Regions from separate parts of the Mus musculus genome. Here regions 2 and 3 are each linked to region 1. A link is a contact called in public promoter capture Hi-C data. All regions are on one chromosome and are shown on one strand. The core of a region is the stretch at or near the end of the contact, and the rest is flanking DNA. Distances in the headings are between cores, read along the strand shown.

Region 1 (4,833 bases), core at 1,497-3,996:
TAACTGGAGATGAACACTGGGGGGAAGCAGAGAGTCACAGCCCAGTCCAGGTCCCTCAGCAACCCCCTAACACACACACACTCCTCTAGTTAGAGAGCAAAGTACAAAACTGCCTAACCAGCGATTTGCCACCCTCCTCCTCACTGATGTCGCACCATCCCCAGCCCAGCCCTGTAGCCCATCAGGGCCAGAGGGATGATCCAGGCCCAAGGTCACGACTTTCCAAAACTTCCTTTATAGAATGGATCATCAGTCCCTCCCTTCTACCCAGCCTGAAACCAAATCCACCCCTTACACCCTCTACAATGTCCGATCTAACCCACCTCCTTCCTTTCCCCCTTCTCTGCATCTTCAAGGCAACTGCCAAGACCACACACATTAGGGTTCAGCACCCACATCCCGTCTATCTGGGACATTTTCATTTCTCTCCCGAGCGTCACAAAAACCCAACTGCTTCAAATTCTAACTCAGACACAACCAGATTGTCATTTTCTTTTCTTTTCCTTCTGGGGTTGGGGAGGAGAGAAAGTCTCACTGTGTACATAAGGCTGCCTAAGCTCACAGCAACCCTCCAGCCTTTTGCCTCCCAAGTGCTGGGATTAAAGGAGTGTGCCAACACACCTGGCTCTACCCTTCTTTTACAAAAGCCTTATCCATCTGAAAAATTATTCCATTTTAATTAACCCCCTCAGGCACAGCAGGGTGTCAGCTCCTGGGTGGGCCAGGTCTGCATCTCCTTTAATTCATAACCTAGCATAAAACACGTGTCCAATGAACGAGTGTTGAATCCACACCATGTGGACCTTTGACCTCGTTCTCTTTTCTGCACACTTAATGCTTCTACCCAGTTCCTCTCTGGCCTGGAGTAGGAAAAACAAATACTTGAAAACCTTGTTTCAAATTCTCATTCACCTCTTTGCTTATGTGACCCTGGGCAAATCTTAGCTCTTCTGATAAAAATACAGGTAGCTCTCCCAGTACAAATAGGAAAGGCAATGAATGCTACTCCTCAGCTGACAGAACTATAGGCAAGAATACCTGGCCAACGTCCTTGTAGGGCCCCTACCACTTCTAGGGCGCACTACTAGGACCTAGCACATAATAGGCTCTCAGAAATGGAGACTTTCCCCCCACAGCAGTGCCAAGCACTCCTGCCATTGTATCCTGGTGCCCACTATGTGCCACACACAAGGCATGACCTAGTCCTCACACCAGTCTAAAGAACTAGCCCATTTTATTACTAGCTTCATTCTACAGACCAGAAAAATGAGGCTTAAAGTGGATGAGTGTGTTGCCTACCGACTCATAATAACTAGCTGGCTCCCTCTGTGCGATGTCCCAGCTCAAGTGGACAGCCCAAGAGCAGCCACGGCCATTGCCTCCAAGAGCCCTGGCCACTAAAGCTTCACTAGGCAAACCTGCATGTATGTAGGCCTACTTGAGGCAATTAAGAACGAGGGGTTGTGTGGGCAGTAGCCTCACTCACCAGTCTGGATGAGGCCAGTACTACCATCTCCGATGTTAAAGAACTGCTCGATGTCTGTAAGAACCCCTGGAAAGAAAAAACAAAGAATGAGCGCCAAGAGGCGACCCTATCCTGGGGAACTTCTCCCTTGCCTATATCCCTTCTTCGGAGCATCAGTGCGTACCTGCCACGGTGAAGCGGTCCATGTAGTTCAGGAGGTTAATGTAGCACAGAACCACCACTATGAGGGTCGAATGGCCCCGAGATAAGCCAGTGATGCGCTGTAGCCCCTCACAGTCTGGGACCTCGAGTTCCCCGGACTTTGGATTCCCCATGGGTCCTGGCAACCCCGGATGGCCGGGCGCTGGCCCGTCATCAGGATCATCTGCTTGGCTGAGGAAGGGCGCCGTGTCGGACCCGGCCATGGTCCCTGGGGAATCGCAACCGCCCACGCTTCGGTCCTACCTCCGACGGAAGGAGGTTGGAGAGAGGACTGCGAGAAGACTTGCCCACTATCGCCTAGGAGCGTGGTCCGATGCACAGTGCACCACTGCGAAAAGCCCTGGGCTTCGTCATTCCCTCTGGTTCCGACAGAGGAGAGCACACAGGAGGTGCAGGTGACGCTGGGACAGGAGCAGGAAGACCAGGACCCAGTCCCTCTTCTCACGCTGACGCACTCCAAAGCCCGGGAAGGAGCGCGCCACACTCGCTGTTGCTCAGTCCAAGCTCAGCAACACAACTGCCGCCATGTTGCCCAAGAGCAGGTCATGTGACACCGGAGCCCTACCGGAGAAAGTCACCCGGTGCAAGGATTGAACACGTGACCTGCCACCGCCTACGGAAGCCTCCAGGGTTTCTAGGGCTCCTCCGCTATGGTAACCCGACGCTCGTTCCTACTTCCACCAGTAGCCTCCAGGGGGCCTCGCAAGCTGGTGTAATCAATCGCCTAGATGGAATACCCATTTATCCGATTTCACGAGATAGTGGATTATTTGGAAATATTACATCTCTACAGATGCTAGTGAGTTGTTTCCTCTTTTCTTCTTCAGTGACTGGCTGATGGCTTCATTGCTCAGTAATTGTTGGATGAATAGCGGCGAGCAGCTGCCTCCTTTTGTTTACCAATCATGAGCTTTCACTGTGGACATTTAGATTCCTATAGAGTCGGGCGTAGTAGCGCATACCTTTAGTCCCAGGAGAAGGCAGAAGGACGGAGATCTTTGCAATTTCAAGGACAGCCTGGTTTACATAGCGAGTTCCAGGTCAGCCAGGGCTACATACTGAGTGAGACCCTGCCTCCAAGAAAAGATGCTAGAGTTTAGGAGGAAGAGGATGTTTTGTCTATGGCCTCGAGTTTTTCTCCAACCAAGACTAGTGTCCTCGCGCCCTCTGGTGTCTCTCCTGGAGGACAGGCGGAGGCTCAGAACCAATGAACTGCAATGTACCCTGCACCAAAAAATGGCATATGGCTCTAATCCCAGCACTAAAGAGACAGAGGCAGCCGATCTCTGTGGTCGAGGCTAGCCTGGTTTACTGAGCAAGTTCCCGGGTGACCAGGGCTACACGGAGGAACCTTATCATAAACCAACAACAACAAACTCAATCTGGCTGGTGGCACATGCCTTTAATACCTTTAGTCTTGAAAACAAAACATACAAAAAAAAAATCCCACTAGGTGTGGCAGTGAATTAAACAAACCTTTTATCTCAGCACCCACGGAGCAGAGGCTTTTTTTTTTTTGGCTTGTTTTTTCATTTTTCTTTCTTTTATTTCCAAGGTTTCTCTGTATGTCTGACTGTCCTGGAATTCCCTTTTTTGACCAGTGTGGCCACCAATTCACAGGCATCCACCTGCCTTTGCCTTCAGAAGGCTGGGATTAAAGGTGTTCCATGGCGAACCGTCTCAGGTTGCTAGTTTTCCTTAATATACATACATTCTGAATGCAAAATACTATGATTCTATGAAAATACTGTTTTGTGATCCCACTTCCAGAACTGGGATGTAGTTCAGTTGATAGTAAATACTGCCAAGCATTCCTGAAACCCTGGGCTCAAGTCCCCAGTACCTCATTCACCCAGCCCGTTGCAAAAGGTAGAAGGAGGAGAATTGGAAGTTCAAAGTGGTCCTTGATACATAGCAATAGTTAACTTTAATGTGGCTTTGGGTACATAAGACCCAGTCTCGACAAAACAAAAAACAAAACAAAACAAAACAAAAAATTAAAGATTCCTCTTGGGGCTGGAGATGGCTCAGTGGTTAAGAACACTGACTGTTCTTTCAGAGGTCCTGAGTTCAAATCCCACATAGTGGCTCACAACCATTGGATCCAATGCCCTACTCTAGTGTATCTGAAGAGAGCGACAGTGTATCCATATACAGAAAATAAATCTTTTTTTTTTAATATCCCTCTCAGCACAGCAGAGGAAGAGGCAGATAAAAGTTTGAGGATTTGAAGACTGGACTGTATTGAGTCTTAAGTCAGCCTGGACTAGATAATGATGAGATACAGAGACAGAGAAAGAAAGAGAGAGAGAAAGAGAAAGTTAGAGAGAGAGAGAGATTGAGAGTTCGAAAATAGGTAAGGGCCAGCAAGGTGGCTCAGAGGATAAAATACTTGGTACCAATACTGACAATCTGAGTTCTGTCCCTATCCAAATGGCAGAAGAGGATTGCCTGCCACAAGCTGTCCTCTACCTCACACATGTGCCATGACATGCACACAAAATAAAAACGTAATAAAAGATTAAAAACGTAAAACACTGTGAGATGAAAGAAACGTGACATAATAGGTTGCCTACTGCATTACTCAATTCAAATGAAAACCTAGTGTCTGGACACACGCACCAGGCATCCCACATGCTCAGGAGGCAAGTGGGTCACTTGAACCCAGAAAACTGACTCTATCTGGGCTATCTAATGAGTCTCTATCTCAAAAAAAATTTTTTTTTTAAATCATGTTGGCATTTGAGAAAAGCTGAGTCCGTGGCAGATGGATTGAAGGTTAGGAGGGGAGCAGTGAGCATGAAGGGATTTACAGAGATCTGCCTGCCTCCCTCTGCCTCCAGAATGCTGGGATTAAAGGTGTCAGCCACCCCTCTCAGGTTGCTTGTTTACCTTAATGTACATACAATCTGAATACAAATTACAATAATTCTATAATTTAGAAAGTACTGCTTTTACTAGACTACAGGTGGGGCACGGGATGGAGAGGAACAGAAAGGCTCCGGTCTGAGAACAAACTGAAGTTGGAAGCTACTGGGCTATACAGATCAAAACCCCATCAAAAGGTGTGGAGTTCAGGCGTGGTGTAGATAAGGAAGACGAAGCAAATTTCAAGGTGAAGCTTGCAGGGCTACGGATGCATGGCG
Region 2 (4,833 bases), core at 1,421-3,920, 2.1 Mb after region 1:
CAATACCTGTAATTTAAATCAATCAAAAAAATTAAAAACCAGACAACACTATTTTAACCAAAGTACATTTGTAAAAAATTTGAGCACCTCTTATTTTTCAGAGTGAACTAAGCGCAGGAAAGGTTAAGTCCTAGGAAGCTGTACAGTCCTTATACTTAAAAACATAACAAAACCACCTCAACTTCCCATGGAGAAAAGTGGGAAAAGGAAGGTATATGAACACATACTGACACACAGGAACAACAGAGCTAAGATGTTTATTCACTCATGTGTATACATCACAGTTTTAGGTAACCAAACATAGACACCTGAAATGTCTTTCAGAAAAAAAGACAAGAGATCTGAGATGATAAATGTATGAAATATTAAAATTTAGCTCTGGTCTAAAGAAGATGATAGAGTGGATGCAAAGAAATTACAGGAATTAAAAAAAAAAAAAAACAGAAAAGGAATACTATGTAACAGACAAAAACAAGAAACCTCTTCTAAGGAACAAATAGATGCAGTTAATGAGACCTGAGAATTTACCAATTACCCAGTAGCTATTATGATGCAATGATGACATTTCAGGTATTTTAGATACAATGTAACTGTCATCTTCCTTGAATATATACTTGCTAGGCCTTCCCAGATACTTGCTAGCTTTCCCAGATGCTGGAAGATCTCACACACAGAAAGATTTTCATTCAGGGGGTATAATATGTTTAGGATGTTTTCAAGTTTAAAAAAAAAAAAAAAAAAAAAAAAAGATGTTTTCAAGTTTCCCAAGCCAGATGTTAAGCGAAATAAAAATGTAAAGTATAAACAATGCTCAAAAAATATCTGTTATCAACACTGAATATACATATGGACCTTCTTTACTGAACATATTTTCTGTGCTACGCATGAAGCTCTGAGAAGCTAGCTAGTCAGAGGTCCTGAATGTCTATCCACCGTCGTCGATTCCCTAAAAAGTACTTTCCCCATCAGCTAACCCAGCCAAGTGGACTCTGACCATCATACCAATCAATACTAGGCAGTGGGAGGCAAGAGAGACAAAGCAGTAGGCTGACTCTATGTATTTACTCCAGGCAGGAGTAGTAGGCCTGGAGAGGCTGGGAAAACCCAAGGTGCTCACTTTAAACAATGAATTGGAAATTACTCAGACTAAGGAAAAAAAAAAAAGAGTGCCACACTATTTGGAAAGGAATACAGACGCTGAGTCATCACTCTGCATGGGAGGGGGGGCCGGCGGAGGGGGGTAGGAAACGCCAATTAAGCGGTTGGAAGATGCGATTCATTCATTAGATTGGGCTTCAGGTGAAACCCGACAGCTATACCGCGAAAAATAGCACTCAAAAGACAGGTAACAAATAGCGGGAGCAGTCATCCTTTTATCCAACTCCGATGGTCCGGACGCACAAACGGATTAGGAAGCGGCATCACTAACTGAGCGAAAGGAGTTTAACTGGTTGTCAGGTTGGCGCAGTAAGCGCTCAAAGTAAACTTCGTTATCCAAGGGACAGAGGTGGTGCACGGTGGCGAAAAGCAATCACTTTGGCACTTCAAAAGCAGCAGGCGCTAGGCGGGTGTTTCTGACAGCGTGGGGCACGTGGGGCAGAAAGAGACAAGGGGCTCCTCTGGTTAAAGAGTGGTAGACTGGGGAGAAGGACTCGGAGCGACTGAGGCTGAGGACGTGGACTGCTGAGGACGTGGACTGAGGCTAAACGTTCAAGCCAAAGGATGCAGTAGTGGTCCCACCCCCGCCAAGCCCTGCCCCCGTAGGGACCCACAGCTCCTGGCTCAGCCCGGAGCCCCCAAAGCACAGGGGGAACAGTAGCTCTCCCGCGCCTGACAGCCTCAGCCGTGCACAAGCCCAGCCAAGCAAGAGTGTGCAAAAGAAGGGGTCGGGAGGAAAAAGTCGAGACAAGCCCTAGACCCTAGGAAGTGACTGTGTTTGGGGGGGAAGGGAGGGCTTCCTTCTCTGGGAAGGGGGACAGATGAGGAATGCACTTCACAGCCGCGCCACCGCGACGCCCGGCTCTCCGCTTCTAGTCCCGGGCTCCTGCTCTCCCTTCCTCCCTCCGCTTCCCGCAGTGCCCGGGCCACTCGGTGCCTGGCACCCCGGGTCTCGGGTACTCACAGAGTCCGGGGCTGTCCGTCGTCTTCCATCATGGTGGGTGCGACGGAGTGATCCCGGGACAAGGGGGAGGGCAGGGCTGGGGAGGGGAGGGGGCGGGAAGGAAGGGGAGGGGGGCTCCGGGCGCCGGCTGGGGACAGAGGAAAAGGTACTGAACCCCGCTCTCGGGTCCGCTCCCCCCAGCCCGCTCCGGACACTGCGCTCCAACCAGGAGGAGCAGGAGGAGGAGGAGGATGAACAAAATGGCCGCCACCACCAGCCAGGCAGGAAACGCGGCAGGGCGCAGGCGCGGCCCGCCAGGTCACTGCTCAGGCCAGCTGCGACGGCCTGTCCGGCAAAAGTAGCTAAAGAGACAGAAAGCCCGGCCAAAGAGTACACCCTGCGACTGGACACGACGGAGCACGTTGTCGCTGTGGGCCTGCTGGCCAGTCAAGACCTATCCGGGTCCAAGAGAGACCCAACACAGAGAGAAAAGCCGCGAAACCAAGTCTCCGGGAATTGCGGTCCCGGGAAAGTGGGGGAAGCCCTTCTCCAGTGGCCTTCTGGGAACTGTAGTTCAAGGCAGACCCTGCGCCTGCCGGAGCGCGAAGGAGAGATTTCTGGGTAGTGTAGTCGTACGTGAGGACGTGCCGCGACTAAGTAGTCGGCGTGCCGGGATAGAGCGAGGAATAAAAGGCGGGCGGCCGAAATAGAGAGGAGCTGTCCGGGAAGTAAACTACAAATCCCAGAGTGCCTCGCGCCGGGGCCCGCCCCAGGATCGCTCTTAGCATCTTAAGGCTCTTCTGTTGGTCCAGTGTGAGCTTCTGCTCCGCCTCCGTCCAGCCCCAGAGCGGTTTCTTCAACTGCAGATCAGGCGGTGTGCTGGCTCCGCGTGGTTCTCCCGTCAGCCGGCCTTGCCCGCCTCTACTCTCAGAACTGCTGGTCCGTGTTCAACAACCGACGCCTCACGCGACGGGCAAAAGAGTGGCAACTCTGAACCCGGAGAGATGTAGCGGACATCGGGCAACACCAGATCCAGCCTTGTCTTTGAGCACGTGTTCTAACCAGATAGGCCTTTCTAGACTATACCGCTTGTAACTTGCTTTACAAGTTCCACAAGGATCGCTACCCATTATCTCATCGGATTAGTGGGTAAGGCTGCAAAAGAGCAGCCCCTCATTCAAATGGCTTGTACCGCTCTTTCAAATCCCTACTTAAAACTTAAATATTCGCGTGGTGGCGCACAGTGCTACTGAACAGGAGGATAATGGATTTAAGGCCAGCCTAGAAATAGATACCAAGACCTTATCAAAAACTAATAATCAGTGAAAACAGCAAAGAGGCTCAACGACCAGGTCTCATGCCAAAACAGTCTGGAGTTCGGTATTGGAGGACACGGGCTGCTAGTATTGAGATGCTAAAGCAAGAGAGGAGATAGAATCATGACAATCTACTGGATGTACACCACATTTGTGGCTGAGGCCCCTAGGGGTCAGACGAAGGGATGGCATTCCCTGCCTGAGACTGGAGTTAACAGTGGTTGTGAGCTGCATATGAGTGCTGAGAACCAAACTGGAAGCCACTGTAAGTGTGCTCTTAACCAGCTCTCCCGTGCCCCCAGCTGCACACTGTCTCATTGAAGGAGAGAAAAGGTCTGGTGGCCAACAGAGAGCTTTGGGGTAGCTTATAGATCTGCTTAGCTGCATACTGAAACCCTACCTGAATTTACAGGTACAGTGGGAGATTGGAGGCTGCTTCTCCATGAGCCTAGGAAGGAGAGAGTAAGTCTGAACGAGAAACGGATTATATCCCAAAGTGAAAAAGGAAAGAGCAACTGGGCGTGGTGGCGCACGCCTTTGATCCCAGCACTTGGGAGGCAGAGGCAGGCGAATTTCTGAGTTCGAGGCCAGCGTGGTCTACAGAATGAGTTCCAGGACAGCCAAGGCTATACACAGCAAATCCTATCTCGAAAAAGCCAAAAAAAAAAAAAATTAATTTTTTTTTTAAAAAAGGAAAGGAAAGAACTTCAGAGAGCTTCAGAAATCTACACAAGTGAAACAAAGGGGTCAGAAAAAAAAATAGGGAAGGGAAGAGGTGGGGAAGGCACCAAGCTCAGCCTCAGCCATACAGTTCCCATCCACTTCCAAAAGGTAAGCCAAATGAAACGCAGGCAGTCCTATACCCAGAACAAGCCCACAACCCTTGTAAGCCTTAAATCCAGGTTTGACGCAGCAGTAATTGCCCCAGCAGAAAAATTCAACAGCAGAGAGAATCTTATCTTGTCACACTGTATGACTCAGAGGCCAGTAGCCAGAAGCAATCTGAAGGGAGAATCTATTTTTAAAAACAGCTACCTGGGGACCTGAAACCAGGGAGCGCCCACAGAGCCTCAACCTGTTAGCATCCCAAGACAAAGAGAGGTCCACACATGCTGTGTAGAGAGCAGGAAAGCTAGTCACCAACAAACCAAAGGATGCAGGTGACAGAATGTTCTCAGGCTGGGAAAACCATGGAGAAATTATTAGGTGGCTATGAGACCCATGGGTGGATCAAATTCTAGAGTCACCTACCTGTTACTACTGTTAGTGCTTAAGGATACTGGCATTCCAAGGGGTGTTTCTGATACCCACAGCTGGATCCCTCCAGCAGGGTGGTTAGTATTCAGGAGGTCTTGTAAGCATGAAGCTGGGGCCTCTAGCTGTCCCAGGCTGCAGTTCATACCCCATTGCATTTAG
Region 3 (4,833 bases), core at 956-3,455, 2.0 Mb after region 1:
CAGAACTTATACCCACAGATTTCAAGGAAATTGGGCTCTGGCCATATAGACATCCAACACCAAGCACTGCTATTTCCCTGCTGGCCTTTGTATCACTGGTGTGGGCAAGCTTCATCAGGGTTAGTCTGTTGCCCTGGAACAGATACATGCTAGCAATGACTGTGAAACTGCCTTTCAGTTTGGGATTGCAATCTGGCCGTATGCAAAAGCATCCCAAATCCAGGTATCTGTCACAATTCAGTGGTTCTATTTGTATTATATTCTGGCCAAATATAATTTTAAGCAGCAAGCAACCTAGGCAAGGCTAGACGGAACTCCCCTACATGATGGAAAAAGAAAGAAAAGGAAACTAGTAAGCCCCACACCTTTATCATGTATCCAGCATTGCACTTGGGGCTTCTCAGGTTTAACTGCTGATCCTACTATTAGTAATGTAAGCATATCCTTATCAGAATTAAAACCTGTAGTTAATGGCTAGCAACACGGTTCAGTGGGTAAGGATGCTTACATCCAAACCTGACGGCTTGATTTTGACTACTGGGACCTATCGGTAGAAGAAAACTGATTTCCATAAGTCATCCTCTAACCTCCACATACAAGCTGTAGCATGCAAACACACATATGCACACACACACACACACAGAGACGCACACGAGCACACACATACACATGATAAATATGATCTAAAATAAAATTTAAGTATGTAGTTAAGTCCACAGCTTCCTGAAATCCACTGTTCCAGCCTTGATGTCTGACATATGTTGATATGTCCCACCACAGTTCATTTCAGTCCACCTATGACGTAGCAACCAGTTCCCAGATGCCCTGAACATTTAGCAATTGGTTCTTGCAAGCTACACTGAGCCAGCACCAGCACAGCTCTGCGGCACAGAAAGGTCCAAGGACATTCATTATTCAGTGTGGCGGAGTGGCAGAGTCAAGGTTGGAGTTTAACTCCGGTGCCTAGAATCTGACCACCACTCAGTGTCAGCCATCAGCATCACAAGGGAATGTGACCACTCGGGAACACTAATGGAGCATTTCAACGCATATTAAGACAACAGTGCAAACTCTTTACAATAACTCTATGGAATCTGACTTTAGTGGGGTTGTCTTAAATAATTAATGAAATGATTTGCATGTGGCTGATGGGGGGGGGGGAGTCTCCAATTAAGCACTTAAAGCTACCCTTTGCACATCCCCAGTCACAAAGAAGTTGCACAGCTGTCGAGTGGTGGCCAAGGGATTGGGTCTATGTCTGATTGCAGCCGCTTAACCACGTTTGATATTTACGTGAAAAGAGGAAACCGGCTAAAGCGTAGTGAATCTCTGGGCGACAGAAAAGCAAGCCTTTGAACCCCGAACCCAGAGTCAAGCAAATAAACCTACGTTTAAAAAAATCCATCAGCTAAGAGTAGAGCAGGTTACCCAACACCCTGGCTTTAGAGCCCCACCCCTCCGACGCGGCTGCTCTAATGGTGAAGACAAGAGAAAGCACACAAGGTGTCAACACAGCTCCTGGCCACAACCTAAGCCATCAAAGAGTGTTAGGTGTTATTAAGAACAAAAAGGATGGCACGATTCAAATCACCATTTCTGCACCGTGGGTTCTTTGTCTTGCCAAGTTGCCCCAAACTGTGGGTCAGGCAGGTTCAGGGGGAAAAACAAAGTGACTCCCCCGCCGTGTCACACAAGTTCCTCCCCCGCCCTGGTGTGCAGCCACCTTGGGACTCCACTTTTTTTGGCGCCGCGGGGCCGGCCACTCCGGGGATGCAGAGGTCCGGCGGAGCATCCTTCCCATTCCGCCCGAGAAAGAGGCTGCACGCAGGAGGGAAGCCTGGCTTCCCACGCTGCCTCGGAGTGAGGGGCTGTTAATGTGTCTCCCGTGGTTCCCAGACCTTCTCTAGAAAGAAAGCTGCTCTGACTCCCGCTTCAAGCCCAACTTCCTCCCCGGGCGGCTCCCCGGCTCTGCGCTCCCGCCGCGGCTGGGACAGAGCGAGCGGGGAGGAGCGCGGCTGCTGTCCGGGCGGCACAGCGAGCCGCGCCAGGGGACCCGGCGACCCCGTCCTTCCCGCGCCCAAGCGCCCGCAACCGCTTACCAGACGGCGGCCGCTTCCTGCTCAGTCGGCTCACGGCGCGGGTGAACATCGCCGCGGGCGTCCAGAGGACGGAGCAGCCGGGCAGCGCGGCGGCTAAGCCCGAAGAGGGCAAGGAGGAGGAGGAGCCCGCGCGACGCCGCCCCTCCAGGCTCCGCCCGCCGCCTCCTCCCCGCCGCGCTCCCCTCTCCCTGCCCACCCGCGCCCGTGGGCACTGGGTCCAGCCCTCAGTTACCCGCGCAGGGCAGGGCGCGGTGGCCCCGGGTGACCCTCAGCTCCCGCGCACATCCCGGTCCCTCCCCTCGCGGCCTGGAGACATACAGCGTTCGGTGTCCCTGCCAGGCCCGAGTCACCTCCCAGATCGCCCCCGGGTCTACCCGATTCCGTGGGCGCGCGGCCTGCTCACGCCGCGAATGCCCGGGAGGCGTCACCAGAGTCCCGAGCCAAGCCGCCGCGAGTGGGCGCCCACTCTGGCCCACGCCACGCCTGTGCCGGGGCTTCCAAGCCCCGGGACAAACCTCGGAGAACGCTGTCTGGAGCCTCTGCGGTTTCAGAGTGGATCTGAGCGCGCCAGCACATTTTTTAACTTGGACGACACTTGGGTGCAGTCTCAGGAGAACCTTTGCGCTCAACTACCGGAATCCTGTAGATCCCAGCGCCGGGCTCAACGCTCCTCCTGGTGCCAGTCACCTGCTCAGCGCCGCGCTCCACGCTCATCTAGTTTCCCATTTCTTTTTACCAAACAGCCCAAGAGGGGGGTGTCGTTAGCCCCATTTTCTTGAGCATTCGGTTTGCAAGGAATTGTCTTTCTGGCGAGTTTTATTTTTCTCCTTGTGGGTCTGGCTTTGTCTCGAAATTGGTCTTTATTTTTAGCTGTGCTAATTGCTATTTTTCTAAACCATTCCCCAGTCGCCCCCCCAACCCCCCGCGCGCGTTCTTTCGCAGGATTTTCACTAGTTGGCACTTTCCTTTATATCTTCTATTCTGAGCTTCCCATTTTGCTCTATTTTCCTCCCTTTTTGTCCACCCTGCAGTCCCAACGCCACCTCAGCCCTGGCCCTCTGTGGTTATTCACCATCTCTCTGCCTACCCTTCCCCACTCCATCATTTCCAAACACGGCCATTTGTGCTATCCAAAGAGGATGTTCCGTCCCCTGAAGGCTGCAGAGGTCTTCAGCTGCGGCTTGCAGGTGAGCACCATCAGTGTGGCTTCCAAGCCGGGGTTTCTGAATGTCTCCAGCTGCTATTGCCGCCCGCCCCCCCCCCAAGCTTCCTGGCCATTGAAATAGCTCTTGGGTCATAGGCTCTGTAAAAGCTGAGCCTAAACCGACACAGACACAGACATAATGGTGCTCTCCTTTAATCCCAGCAACCCCAGCACTCCGGAGGCAGAAGCAGGAAGATTCTTTGAGTTAGAGGACACCCTGATATACATAGCAATGTCTAAGGCAGCTACATAGAGAGTCAGAAGGAAGGAGTCAGAAGGGAGGGAGGGAGGGAGGGAGGGAGGGAGGGAGGGAGGGAGAGAGAGAGGGAAAGAGGAAGGGAAGGGAATGAAGGAAGGAAGGAAGGAGAGAGAGAAGGCAAAACCAAACCATCCCAGTGGGATCACTGCATTCTGAGAACAGTAACAAAATTTTCCCTGCCCACCTCCATTGAAAGCGTCCCCAGAGGCTGATCACAAATACACCGAAGCTAACACAGGAAAGGAGGAGACTCTAGCACAATGGAGTAGAAGTTAGACACAGGCAGCCAAAGCCAGCAGCACTAGCAGCCAGGTTCTTCCCACCGTGCCGGCAGCAAGCCTGGTGTGGTCTAAGACATGCTCCGAGGGAGGCCGTACTGAGAGAACAGCTCCAAGCTTCTTAGACAATGGGAAATAATGGGGAAGGTTAGCAGCTTTAGGTCCCCTTCTCCGTCCTGTGAGCTTGTCAAAAGACCGGGGCTAAGAGTGAGTAAACAATTTAATTTTCTTTTTTGTTTGACTCACAAAATCGGTACTGGGAGCTGGAGAGATGGCTCAGTGATTCAGAGCGCTTGCTCTTGCAGAGCACTGGGGTTCAATTCCCAGCACCCATGTCCTCTCACAGTCATCTGTAACTCCAGTCCCAGGGGATCTGATGTCCTCCTCTGACGTCTGCAAGCTCCAGACGCACGTACGCTACACATTCATACCTGGCAGACAAAACACTCACATACATAATGTCCAAAGATCCAAAAGCCAACATTCACGTGTCGTGTGCATCAGACCCAGAATAAAGTAAAAGGCCTATGCTGAGATACAGCTCTGATCCTGGGGATTGAGGTGGAGGCAGAGGCTGCTGGATCTCTGTGAGTTTGAGGCCAGACTGATCTACATAGAGAGTTCCAGAATAGCCAGGGCTACACCGTGAGATCCTGTCTCAGAACAAAATAAAACAAGTAGGAGGGGAAGAGCCCCCCCCTCAAGCTGTCAGAGCAGGATCACCTTTTCACACAGGTATGTTCTAGGCACAATCTCTGTCCCAAGCGAAACACACATCCTCCGAGGGATCCCCAAGTCTCTCTCCCTCTGCAGCTTCTCATTTACACCCTCAAAAGCAATGATGGCAGCTGATTGGCCCAAAAGGTAAACAGGTTAGGCCCCATTCCTCCCACTGCTGGCTGTACATTTAGATCAAGGACCACCTATCACAGCAGACAAGAAGCAGTGGCCTTGGAGTTCTTCCAATAGGTTGGAATTTCAGAGAGTAAGCTT

What was found. Promoter capture Hi-C pulls out the DNA fragments that hold promoters and counts their contacts.
Region 2: a contact with region 1 is called in a promoter capture Hi-C map of liver, with 2.3 times the contacts expected there. The contact joins the promoter of Tial1 here to the promoter of Spns1 in region 1. A contact is called at or near these places in 2 of 39 promoter capture datasets (liver and neutrophils) and 1 of 484 Hi-C or Micro-C datasets (B cells).
Region 3: a promoter capture Hi-C map of liver shows a contact between it and region 1, with 3 times the contacts expected there. The contact joins the promoter of Rgs10 here to the promoter of Spns1 in region 1. A contact is called at or near these places in 2 of 39 promoter capture datasets (both in liver) and 1 of 9 other capture datasets (liver).

Annotation. Positions count from the first base shown.
Region 1 is chr7:126,375,188-126,380,020 of GRCm38.p6, forward strand. Spns1 (spinster homolog 1) reads right to left here and starts at 2,747. Exons shown (of 12, transcript NM_023712.3): 1 at 1,650-2,747; 2 at 1,487-1,552; 3 at 1-16. The coding sequence starts at 1,890.
Region 2 is chr7:128,459,003-128,463,835 of GRCm38.p6, forward strand. It overlaps Tial1 (Tia1 cytotoxic granule-associated RNA binding protein-like 1), which reads right to left and starts at 2,671. Exons shown (of 12, transcript NM_001347640.1): 1 at 2,123-2,671. The coding sequence starts at 2,154. Gm32816 (a long non-coding RNA gene) reads left to right here and starts at 2,718. Exons shown (of 4, transcript XR_378509.4): 1 at 2,718-3,250.
Region 3 is chr7:128,415,967-128,420,799 of GRCm38.p6, forward strand. It overlaps Rgs10 (regulator of G-protein signalling 10), which reads right to left and starts at 2,206. Exons shown (of 5, transcript NM_026418.2): 1 at 2,100-2,206. The coding sequence starts at 2,148.